Regions from separate parts of the Mus musculus genome. Here region 1 is linked to region 2. A link is a contact called in public Hi-C data. All regions are on one chromosome and are shown on one strand. Each heading gives the region's core, a stretch centred on a gene start, on an enhancer-like site or on the middle of the called end of the contact. The rest is flanking DNA. Distances are from core to core; before and after follow the strand shown.

Region 1 (5,041 bases), core at 1,523-4,022, 79 kb after region 2:
ATTTTAAATAGACTGAAATTTTAATGTTTGAATTTGTAAAGTCTGTAGCACTTTTTTAAATTTTATTTATTTATTATGTAACTATATTGTGCTGTCTTCAGACACTCCAGAAGAGAACATCAGATCTCATTACGAATAGTTGTGAGCCACCATGTGGTTGCTGACATTTGAACTCAGGACCTTCGGAAGAGCAGTTGGTGCTCTTAACCACTGAGCCATTTCTCCAGCCTGTCTGTAGCACTTTTAAAGTTATTTAAGTTTTAATGTGAGACCTTGAGAATGAATAAGAAAGGAAAGGTGTGACTTAATGGTGATGTGTTTGAGTGTCAAGTTGACAAGGGGTCAGTTGTATGGCCTAGTCTTATGTCAGCTTGGCACTAACTAGAGTTATCTGAAAGGAAGGAACCTCAATTGAGAAGATGCCTTCTTAAGATCCCGCTGAAAGGCATTTTCTTAATTAGTGATTGATGGAGGAGAGCCCAGCCCATTGTGGCTGGAGACATTCCTGGGCTGGTGGTCCTGGGTTCTACAGGAAAGCAAGCTGAGCAAGTCAGGGAAAGCAAGTCAGTAAGTGGCACCCCTCCGTGGCCTCTGCATCAATTCCTGCCTCCAGCATCCTGCTCTGTTTGAGTTCCTGTCCTGCTCCTTTCAGTTGTAAACAGTGATGTGGAAGTGGAAGGTAAATGGACCCTTTCCTTCCAAACTTGCATTTTAGTCATGGTGTTTCATCACTGCAGTAGAAACCCTGATTAAAACAGGATCCCAGGAGAGAGAGGTAAACAAGTGTTGTGTATGGTGTTCTTTCTCTCCAGGGCAAATAATGACCTTACCCTAAGATGCATATATGTTCATCTATCTATCTATCTATCTATCTATCTATCTATCTATCTATCTATCTATCTATCTATCTATCTATCTATCTCTGTGTGTATGTATGTATATATGCATATATATGTATGTATATATATGTGTGTGTATGTGTGTGTGTGTGTGTGTGTGTGTGTGTGTGTGTGTGTATTCATGCTGATTTGCTCCCTTCATCCTATCCTCTTCAAGACCCTTTCAGAGAACTTCAGGAGCCCACTGACCAGCCAGAACGGTCTCCACCCAGAGCAAGCCTTAGTACCTGTCTCTTGCTCTAGAGCGGTTTCCCCTTGGAGAACTTCATGGTGAGTTTCTACCCAAAGGAGGAGATGTGTCAGGCACAGGGTTAGCACTCAGTGGAAAGTCCCTTTTCACCCAGTCCCTGATGAGGTCGCCAGTGAGGTGGTTGACTGCTGGGTTTAGGTTTGTCCCCGACAGAACCTAACTCAGCCCAGACTTATTGTGTCCTCAAGTCCTCTTTGTCACCACACAACTCTGACATCTCCATGGTAGGGTGCTGAGCCACACCCCTGCAAGAGGCTCAGCTAAGGCCTGCCTATGGAAGTGTGGGTGACTTGGGACAAAGCAGGTTAGTTGTGCAGAGTTGCCACCACTACAGATACTTCTTCTCTGGGTTTGCTACAGTCAAACACAGGACAGGAAATGGATATAAACTCAGATGTATCTCCTGTGAGGCTGTGCAGCTGGCTGAGACAGATGCAAAAACAGAATTCACTGTGATAAGTGATGGAGGGAGGGGGGCGCTTGGGAGCCAGGTCAGGGAAGAGAGCAATGACTAGGTCATTTCTGGCATTTTAATGCTGAGGCAGTGACAAGCAGTCACAACAGCCAACGTAAAACCAAAGGGTGAGGAGCAGAATCCACGTTACCCTCTCACTCAGGCTCACACTAAAGCCCTGTGGTGCCACAACCCTCCTGTAAGCATCCCGGAGCTACTGAACTCTGGACACCAAGAACACCAGCCCAAGCTGTGCCTTGTGGGGTCCAGTGAGGACTGACGAAGTGGGAATGGCATCTTGGAACTCGGCCACAGTCATTGTAGTCGCAGACTCTGACAGAGGGGCACGTGGCCACACAAGCTGCATGGCAGTTACAGCATCCTCACAGACCTGCCATGCAAGGGACTGTAACAGGAATCCCAGCTACCTGGGACCAGAGCCAAATAATACCACAAATGACCACACAAAGGCAGAAGGTAAGAACGGACTCTGACCTCCACTTGCATCCGGTGGCTTCTATGACCACCCCATGCCCACACACATCATCCCTACAACACACACATTAATAGAAAAAACAATTAAAGTAACGGCAAAGTACAAATCCCCAACATCGCCCACAGGGAGAAAAACGGCTTCTGTGAATGCTTCAGCTGGGTGCCTTCTGCACAGCCAAGACCAGGCAGTCTATGGGGAAGCACAGACACACAACCGAATCTCTCGAAACATGCAAAAGGAGGTTTGAATAAGAGTAGCAGCCTGAACTTCCTCAGTCTGGAAACTGCTTGCTCCCAGAAGAGCCGTTTCTATCAGGGTGAAGGTCAACACCTCTCTGGTGTGACGCCCACTCCTGTCACAGGGCTCCTTATAGCTGGAATGGAAGGGCTCAGTCGACAGGACAGGGAGAAGGGAAATACAAGGGCAGGAACCCTAAGTGGCCCACAGTTTCCTCCTCTTTTGTAGGAATGAAACTTGGAGTATGAGCAAATATTTAAACAGTGAGGGGGAGAGCACTAGCGATTAGTGATGAATCATTTAGAAAGGGACTCTCTAGGGGTCGGAGAAATGGCTCTGTGGTTAAAGGCACTTGCTTCTCTCCCAGAAGATAGGAGCTTAGTTTTAGTTCCTCATAGCCACATTGGGCCGCTCCAGGTGCTCTGGCACCCTCTTCTGGCTTCTGTGGGATCCTGCGTTCATGTGGCACATGCGTTGCTCATACAGACGTATAGGCACATATATTTTAAATTAAAAGTCTTTTAAAAACCCAAAGAAATAAGAAATAAAAATGGATCTGTGTGGATGTTTAAAAAGGCACACCTTTAGTGGTCCTTTGTAAGTCCTTTGCATGACTTGATGTCCTTGGGTGGAAGTGACTGTTGCATTGAGAGCTCTCTACTCAGGCAGCCTCTGACCTTGGCTTGCCTTTCATATCATGCTATCACCAAGCAGTCCTAGTGTCCCATGACCACTGTTCTTAAAAGATGTCATCAGGGGTCCTCACTGTCTGGGCTGCAGTGGAAGGTTGTTTATGGTCCCCCTGTCCCAGCACAGACTGCTTGAACTTGAACTTGAACTTGCTGTGTAGCTGAAGCAGGCTTTAAACTCATCCTCCTGCTTCCACCTCCCAAATGTAAGGATTACCCTTTATTTATTTGTTTTCATTTATTTATTTATTTATTTATTTATTTATTTATTTATTTATTTATTTTTGTTTGTTTGTTTTAAGACAGGATCTCAGTAGGTAGCCTTGACTGTCCTGGAACTCACTATGTAGCCTGGGCTAGCCTTGAACTCACAGAGATCTGCCTCTGTCTCCCGAGTGCTGGAACTTGTGAGAGAATATGCAGGGTACATATATTGTTTAACAAAAATAATCAGCAAACCACATGTCAGCACCACCCTTGTGAAGAAAGAGGTGCCACCCTGGCAGACTCTGTCCTCTTTCCACAATGCCCCTGCATCAGAGCGGAGCATTGTTTCAGTCTTTAGAAAAGTCCCCCTGGTTTTATATCAACTTTGCCACCTGTGTCTACATTCCTAAACCATGAAGTATGGCTTTGCCTGCTTGAGAAGCCTCCCTCCCTCCTCCCCTCCCTCCCTCCCTCCTTCCCTCTCTCCCTCCCTCCCTCCATGCCCATCTCCCTACTGTACTGGGGCTTTGTGCATACTAGGAAATGCTACCATTTGGCTATAACCACAGTCCTATTTAGAAAGTTTCTTCTTTTGAAGTCCTCTTTTCCCAGGTGTGTCAAGTTGAAACCAACATTAGCCAACACACACACACACACACACACACACACACACACACACACACTAGAAAACCTGCCCAGTGCTTTGCATGTGGGTTCTTTTGGGGTTTTTTTATGTACTCAGAATATCTTGATGAGGGATGAAGCTGATTTTATCTTCTCGGGTTTTTTTCTCTTTCTTTCTTTCTTTCTTTCTTTCTTTCTTTCTTTCTTTCTTTCTTTCTTTCTTCCTTCCTTCCTTTCTTTCTTTCTTTCTTTCTTTCTTTCTTTCTTTCTTTCTTTCTCTCTCTCTTCCTTCCTTTCTTTCTTTCTTTCTTTCTTTCTTTCTTTCTTTCTTTCTTTCTTTCTTTCTTATCAGTCCTTTATTGTTTTGTTTTCCAGCACTATGTGTGTATGTGTGCATGTGTGTATGTATGTATGTGTGTATGAATGTATGTATGTATGTATGTATGTATGTTTATGTATGTGTGTGTATATGCATGTGTGTATGTATGTATGTGTATATGCATGTGTATGTGTGTGTATATATGTATATGTATGTATGTAGTGTATATATGCATGTGTGTGTATATATGTGTATTATGTATGTATGTAGTGTGTATGTGTATATATATGTGTATGTATTATGTATGTATGCATGTGTGTATTGTGTATGTAAGTGTGTATGTGTATATGCATGTGTGTATGTATGTGTATAGGCATGTGTGTACGTGTATATATGTGTTATGTGTGCGTGTGTGTATGTATGTGTGTATATATGTATGTATATGTATTATATGTATATGCATGTGTGTATATGTGCATGTGTGTGCATGTATGTATGCATGTGTGTGTGTGCATGTGCATGTGTATTGGTGTTAGTGCTGGGAATCAAACCCAGGGCCTTGCCCATGCTGAGCAAGCTCTCTGCCTCCTAGCCTAACCTCTGCTCCTAGGACTCTAAGGTGACAGCAGGCTTCTTTATCTCACGGCAAATCTCAAGGGAAAGTTCTTCTTTTTTTTTTAATATTTATTTATTATATGTAAGTACACTGTAGCTGTCTTCAGACACTCCAGAAGAGGGCGACAGATCTTGTTACGGATGTTTGTGAGCCACCATGTGGTTGCTGGGATTTGAACTCAGGACCTCTGAAAGAGCAGTCAGTGCTCTTAACCGCTGAGCCATCTCTCCAGTCCCAAGGGAAAGTTCTT
Region 2 (4,820 bases), core at 2,161-4,660:
GTTGGGGGATGGGGATATTTTTTGTTTTTTTTCTCCAAAGGATCCAGGTAGAATCCTGATGATATATACATGCAATCCCAACACTGGCAGTAGGGGTAGAAATTCAAGGCCAGTCTTTCTCCTTTAAATGAGGAGTGAAGCCAGGAGGTAGCTCCATTCTCCAGAGCCTCCTGCCCAGCCCAGGCCCCCATTACAAACCAGTCTCCATAAACCCGATGAGGCTACTTCTTACTGGCTCCATCAGCCATCTCCTCTGTACAACCCGTGGTGTTCCCAAGAACACCCAACACTAGAATCACTGAAAAGTAACGTCTATGGGACAGCCCAAGACCTGCCTTCTCTGGTCTCATTCAAGTTCCCAGTTAGGTTGTAGACGCAAATACTGACCCAGTCCCAAAATGGAGTGCAAAGAGGGTTGGAAAGAGAGAGCATCAAGAGAGGGATCCAGGGCTGGTAAGATGGCTCAGTGGGTAAGAGCACTGACTGTTCTTCCGAAGGTCCTGAGTTCAAATCCCAGCAACCACATGGTGGCTCACAATCACCTGTAATGAGATCTGAAGCCCTCTTCTGGTGTGTCTGAAGTCAGCTACAGTGTACTTACATATAATAAATAAATAAATCTTTGGGCCGGAGCAAGCAGAGACTGAGCAAGTGGAATTGACCAGAGTGAGCGGAGCGGGGCCAACAGGAGTGAGCAGAGGTCCTAAATTCAATTCCCAACAGCCACAAGAAGGCTCACAACCATCTGTCAGTTACAGTGTACTCACTTACATAAAATAAATAAATAAATCTTTTTAAAAAAGAGAGAGAGAGAAAGATCCATGGATTTAACAGGCAACAGGGACCCATGCCTTACCTGCACCCCCTACCAAGACTTAGTACAAGATTTTAAACAGAAAGTAATCCCCAATCTGCCCCAAGCCCCCCCTCGAAGGCTCAACAGCCAATAAGTAAGGGCAGGAAAAAAAAAAAAAAAACCCTACCTATCCATGGCCACTACTAGTCTCTCACAGAGGGACAGATCCCTCCAAATGTGTGGCACCCTCAGCTTTGGACATGAAGTCTTTGAGTACTGTATACTAAATGGGCGAGATGGGTTTCCAGTAGCCATTCTCATGGTTTTAGGGTTAAGCCTCCCACCCACCTCTCCTCTATCCTAGTAGTATCAATGTGGATGGCTATTCCTGGAGGGATAGTAGCTGCCTTAGTCCAAGCTACCACAAACAGCAAAACTGGACAACACACACTGCTGCCCTTCCCAGCCAGGGCAGCATCCTGTAGGGAGGATACAGGAGGCGTTCTAGAGCCCTCCCTACCCACCTGCCCCATAGGCTGCACTAAATGCTCCCTCCCAGAACCCTGCCTGGAGGCCTTGGCTCGAGAACAAACACCACAGAGCCTGAGTCCTGCCTGGCCAGGCTGCCCCACCCTTGACAGATCTGATCTTATCAGGGCTGCAAATCAGCCCTACCTGGACACTATCTCACCGTCCTCGGTCTGTTTTCACTTCACAGCAGAGATTTGATTGCAGGTGGGTTGTCTCCACCTTAACTACCAACTGCCCCATCCCTGTGTGGTTGCTGTCTGCGACCAGCAGGGGGCGCTTCCATAGATCCCTAAGCCCCAGAAGGTTTGGTCCAAGGAGAGCCAGCCACAAGTACTGAACCAGGCAGAGCGAACATGGGGGGGTCAGGACATCTGAACACTCATGGTCCCCAGCAATGTGGTCCAATGCCTCATACCACTGCTGTCTGTTCTCCCCTGGTACCCTGCCACCTCTCAGTACATAAAGCCTTCTCAGTAAAGTTCACTGCGCTTGCTTTTTCCTGCCTCTAACTAAACTCCCTCCCATGGTCTCAAGTATATTCCACTGCCTCATTTGGAGCTCCGCTGAAAATCTGCCTCCTCCTTCAGGCCCTCCTGACACCCTGGCCTTGCTAATTAGCTGTCTCTCAACATCCAGTGTTTCAGTCTGTCACATGTCACTATGAGATTTGATGTTCCCGGTTCCTTCATCTGTCACTTGGCCATGTAGGGACACCTACAATGACAGTTCCCAAGCCCCTTCTATCTAGCTATAGCTCCATCCCAGTGACCAGGACACTGATAAAGGACAGAGTGGATGCCAATCTAGGGAGGGACACTAATTATATCTAGCATTGTCCCCATCCTTTCAACACCATTATCAGCTCTGCTTCCAGAGAGTGTAAGCGGCAGCGGGCTCCCACTTCTCCACATCTCGGTGCCAACTGGCAAGACCAGCAAAGTCCAGGAGAACCAGCCGGGTCCGTGATCCACAGTTTGTTCAAAGCTGCCTCAGGGGACTTGTGCTGCTGCTGACACTGTCTGAGCCTGGCTAGGGGCCCCACCTTGGCTGGGGTTGTTGGATGAGGTCACATCCAGCCTGGTGCCCTGCCCAGGAATACCCAGCACCCAGGCACAGAGACTAGCAGCAGAGCGAGAGGGACACAGCTCCTGGGACCTACCTGGGATACCTACACAGCAGCCTGCATTTCTCCGAAAAGGGCCCTCAAAGAATGTGCAGGAAGCGCAGCCCCTGGAGGCTGTTGGAATGTGCTGGAGCTGACACCTGGCCCCTGGCTGCCCTGTCTTATCAAAGCCCTCCATCCAAGTGTCTGGCAATTGTTTTGCTCCCACCGCTCCACGCAGGCAGATTGCACAGAACTCCCGACTGCCCAAGGCTCCACTCCGGTCCTTATGCTGTGACAGATAGCTGTCTCCAAAAGAATGTGTACAGACTCCCAGAGCCAGAGGAGAAAGGTTTTAAGGCAGGAGGCTGCTAGCCCGGAGGACTGCAATGAATAGGAATGCCACTTGCAGGTCGGATAGGCAGTAAAAGGAAAGTGTCTCTTGGAATTTGGGGAGCAGGAAGGCGAGGAAGGCTGCTTCCGGGAAGAGGCTCAGGGAACCGGGGATCTGGGTTTCTCTGATGGGTTACATGGGGAATACAGGTGAGGTAAGACTCACACCTGCGCTTCCTAGAGATGGGAGCTGGTTGAGGACGGCTCAGGGAGTTTCAGGGTCTCGCTGGCTTCGAGAGGCGCGTCTGAGTCCTCCTTCCTTAAAGTAGGACGCTCCCATAGCTGGGAGAGCCCGCGGGCTCCGGAGGTGACCACAGGCGCCCCAGGATGAGAGTTGCGGGAGTCTCACGTCTCGGTGAGGCCTAGGGATCCCCCCCCCCCCCCGCGCTTCGTATTCCCCTATTTACCTAGGCGCCGAGGCCCGGGCCGGGGCGCTGGCTCCGCGGGACGCGGGGCGGGCTCATGCCCGCGTCTCGGCGCGGCCGGGAGGGGAAGGTAGGGTGGCGGCGCGCGGCTCTGGTTGTAAGCTAGAAGTGAAGCGCAGCCGCCAGCTCCGGATCCAGAGGAGACTCGGGAGGTAGCTGGTTCTGCTGATCCGCGACGCCACGCCCCTTGAGGCCACGCCCCGCGCCGCCCTGGCGCCGCGCCACGCCCCACCGCCACGCCCCCGCCCATCCCTGGCATCGTGCCACGCCCCTTCTCGGAGCCACGCCTCGTCCCGGAGTCCTGCCAAAGTCTTATTACTAGGACAGAAATTTCCGCCTGGCAGTCTAGCCCTCTGCTCACTTCTAGTACCCACCTCAGTCGCACCAGCTCCTCCCTGAGCTCTAAAACTCAAACCCACGTGGTCTTGCATCTGCTGGAGGCTGAACCCTATATCAACTCCCAGTCCTTGAACCTCACCTCCCAACATCAAGAGTCAGTACCCTGCTAGACATACACTTTGCTACCATCCAGTCCTGCTCAGTACCTGCCCCACTTCCCCAATCGCACACTCAGCTGCACTCTGTGAGAGATTAGCCTAATGCATGAAGGAATCAAGAACCCAGTACCCACGCATGTATATCCCCTGCCCCGTATCCTCCCAACCCTACCTCCCCACCCCCTCTGCCGGAACACTAGAGACTCAGCCTTGTCCAGCAAAGTAAAGGAGCCATTTTCTGTCCGCTTAAAATGTCCCAGGATTGTCACTAAAGTGTGTGTTAAGTGGAAGCCACGGGGCTATAGGACAGGAAATGGCTTTCTTCTTCCTGGATGCTAAACTGAACCTCCTGACCTTCCCATGACCTCCTGACCTTCCCATGCAGCTTCCAAACTTGACCCTCTGCTTTACTTCAAACAGCAGCTCATAAAGTCCTCAGCTCTCAAGCCCTCAGAGTGAACTGCTTTCATCCTGGGACACTGCTAGAGAAGCTGTATGGCCACAGAGAAAAAAAGAGAGTTTCAACAAAAAGAGGCCTCTTAGCCTGGCCTAGTAGTACTTGTCTATAATCCCATGCTGAGGCAGGAAGCTGATGAGTTCAAGGCCAGCCTTAGTGAGATCCTACTTAAGAAAGAAAGAAAAAGAGAGGGGGGGAGAAAGAAAGAAACAAAAAGAAAGAAAGAAAGAAAGAAAGAAAGAAAGAAAGAAAGAAAGAAAGAAAGAAAGAAAGAAGAAAAGAAAGAGAGAGAGAGAGGAGGGGGGAGGGAAGGAAGGAAGGAAGGAAGGAAGGAAGGAAGGAAGGAAGGAACCTTCTCTAGGTTCAATCCCCTGAACTGCAAATTAATTGTAATAATATAATGAAATTTAGAAGTATCATCTCTAAGTGGGATTCCTAAACTTCATTCTCTTTCAAAATTTTTACTCAATATCTACTTCTACCCACTGTGCTAATTCCCTTTTCTTTCTTTCTTTCTTTCTTTCTTTCTTTCTTTCTTTCTTTCTTTCTTTCTTTCTTCCTTCCTTCCTTCCTTCCTTCCTTTCTTTCTTTCTTTCTTTCTTTCTTTCTTTCTTCTTCT

What was found. A called contact is a pair of places that touch in the nucleus more often than the background predicts.
Region 1: a Hi-C map of CD8 T cells shows a contact between it and region 2, with 2.1 times the contacts expected there. The contact joins the enhancer-like site here to the promoter of Dok4 in region 2. A contact is called at or near these places in 2 of 39 promoter capture datasets (embryonic stem cells and hippocampal neurons), 5 of 484 Hi-C or Micro-C datasets (CD8 T cells, the G1E-ER4 cell line and cortical neurons), 4 of 115 datasets of contacts at active chromatin or transcription factors (effector CD8 T cells, embryonic stem cells, forebrain and 1 more) and 3 of 9 other capture datasets (adipose tissue, liver and pancreatic islet).

Annotation. Positions count from the first base shown.
Region 1 is chr8:94,952,574-94,957,614 of GRCm38.p6, forward strand. No RefSeq gene overlaps it. Among named protein-coding and RNA genes, the nearest start is that of Gm30968, 22 kb to the right of the region's middle. Within about 2 kb of position 2,773, at least 98 of the 459 cell types and tissues checked have an H3K27ac peak or open chromatin away from gene starts, as enhancers often do. A contact at or near this core is called in CD8 T cells, the G1E-ER4 cell line, adipose tissue and 2 more, where this site is marked.
Region 2 is chr8:94,872,902-94,877,721 of GRCm38.p6, forward strand. Dok4 (docking protein 4) reads right to left here and starts at 3,411. Exons shown (of 9, transcript NM_053246.3): 1 at 3,230-3,411.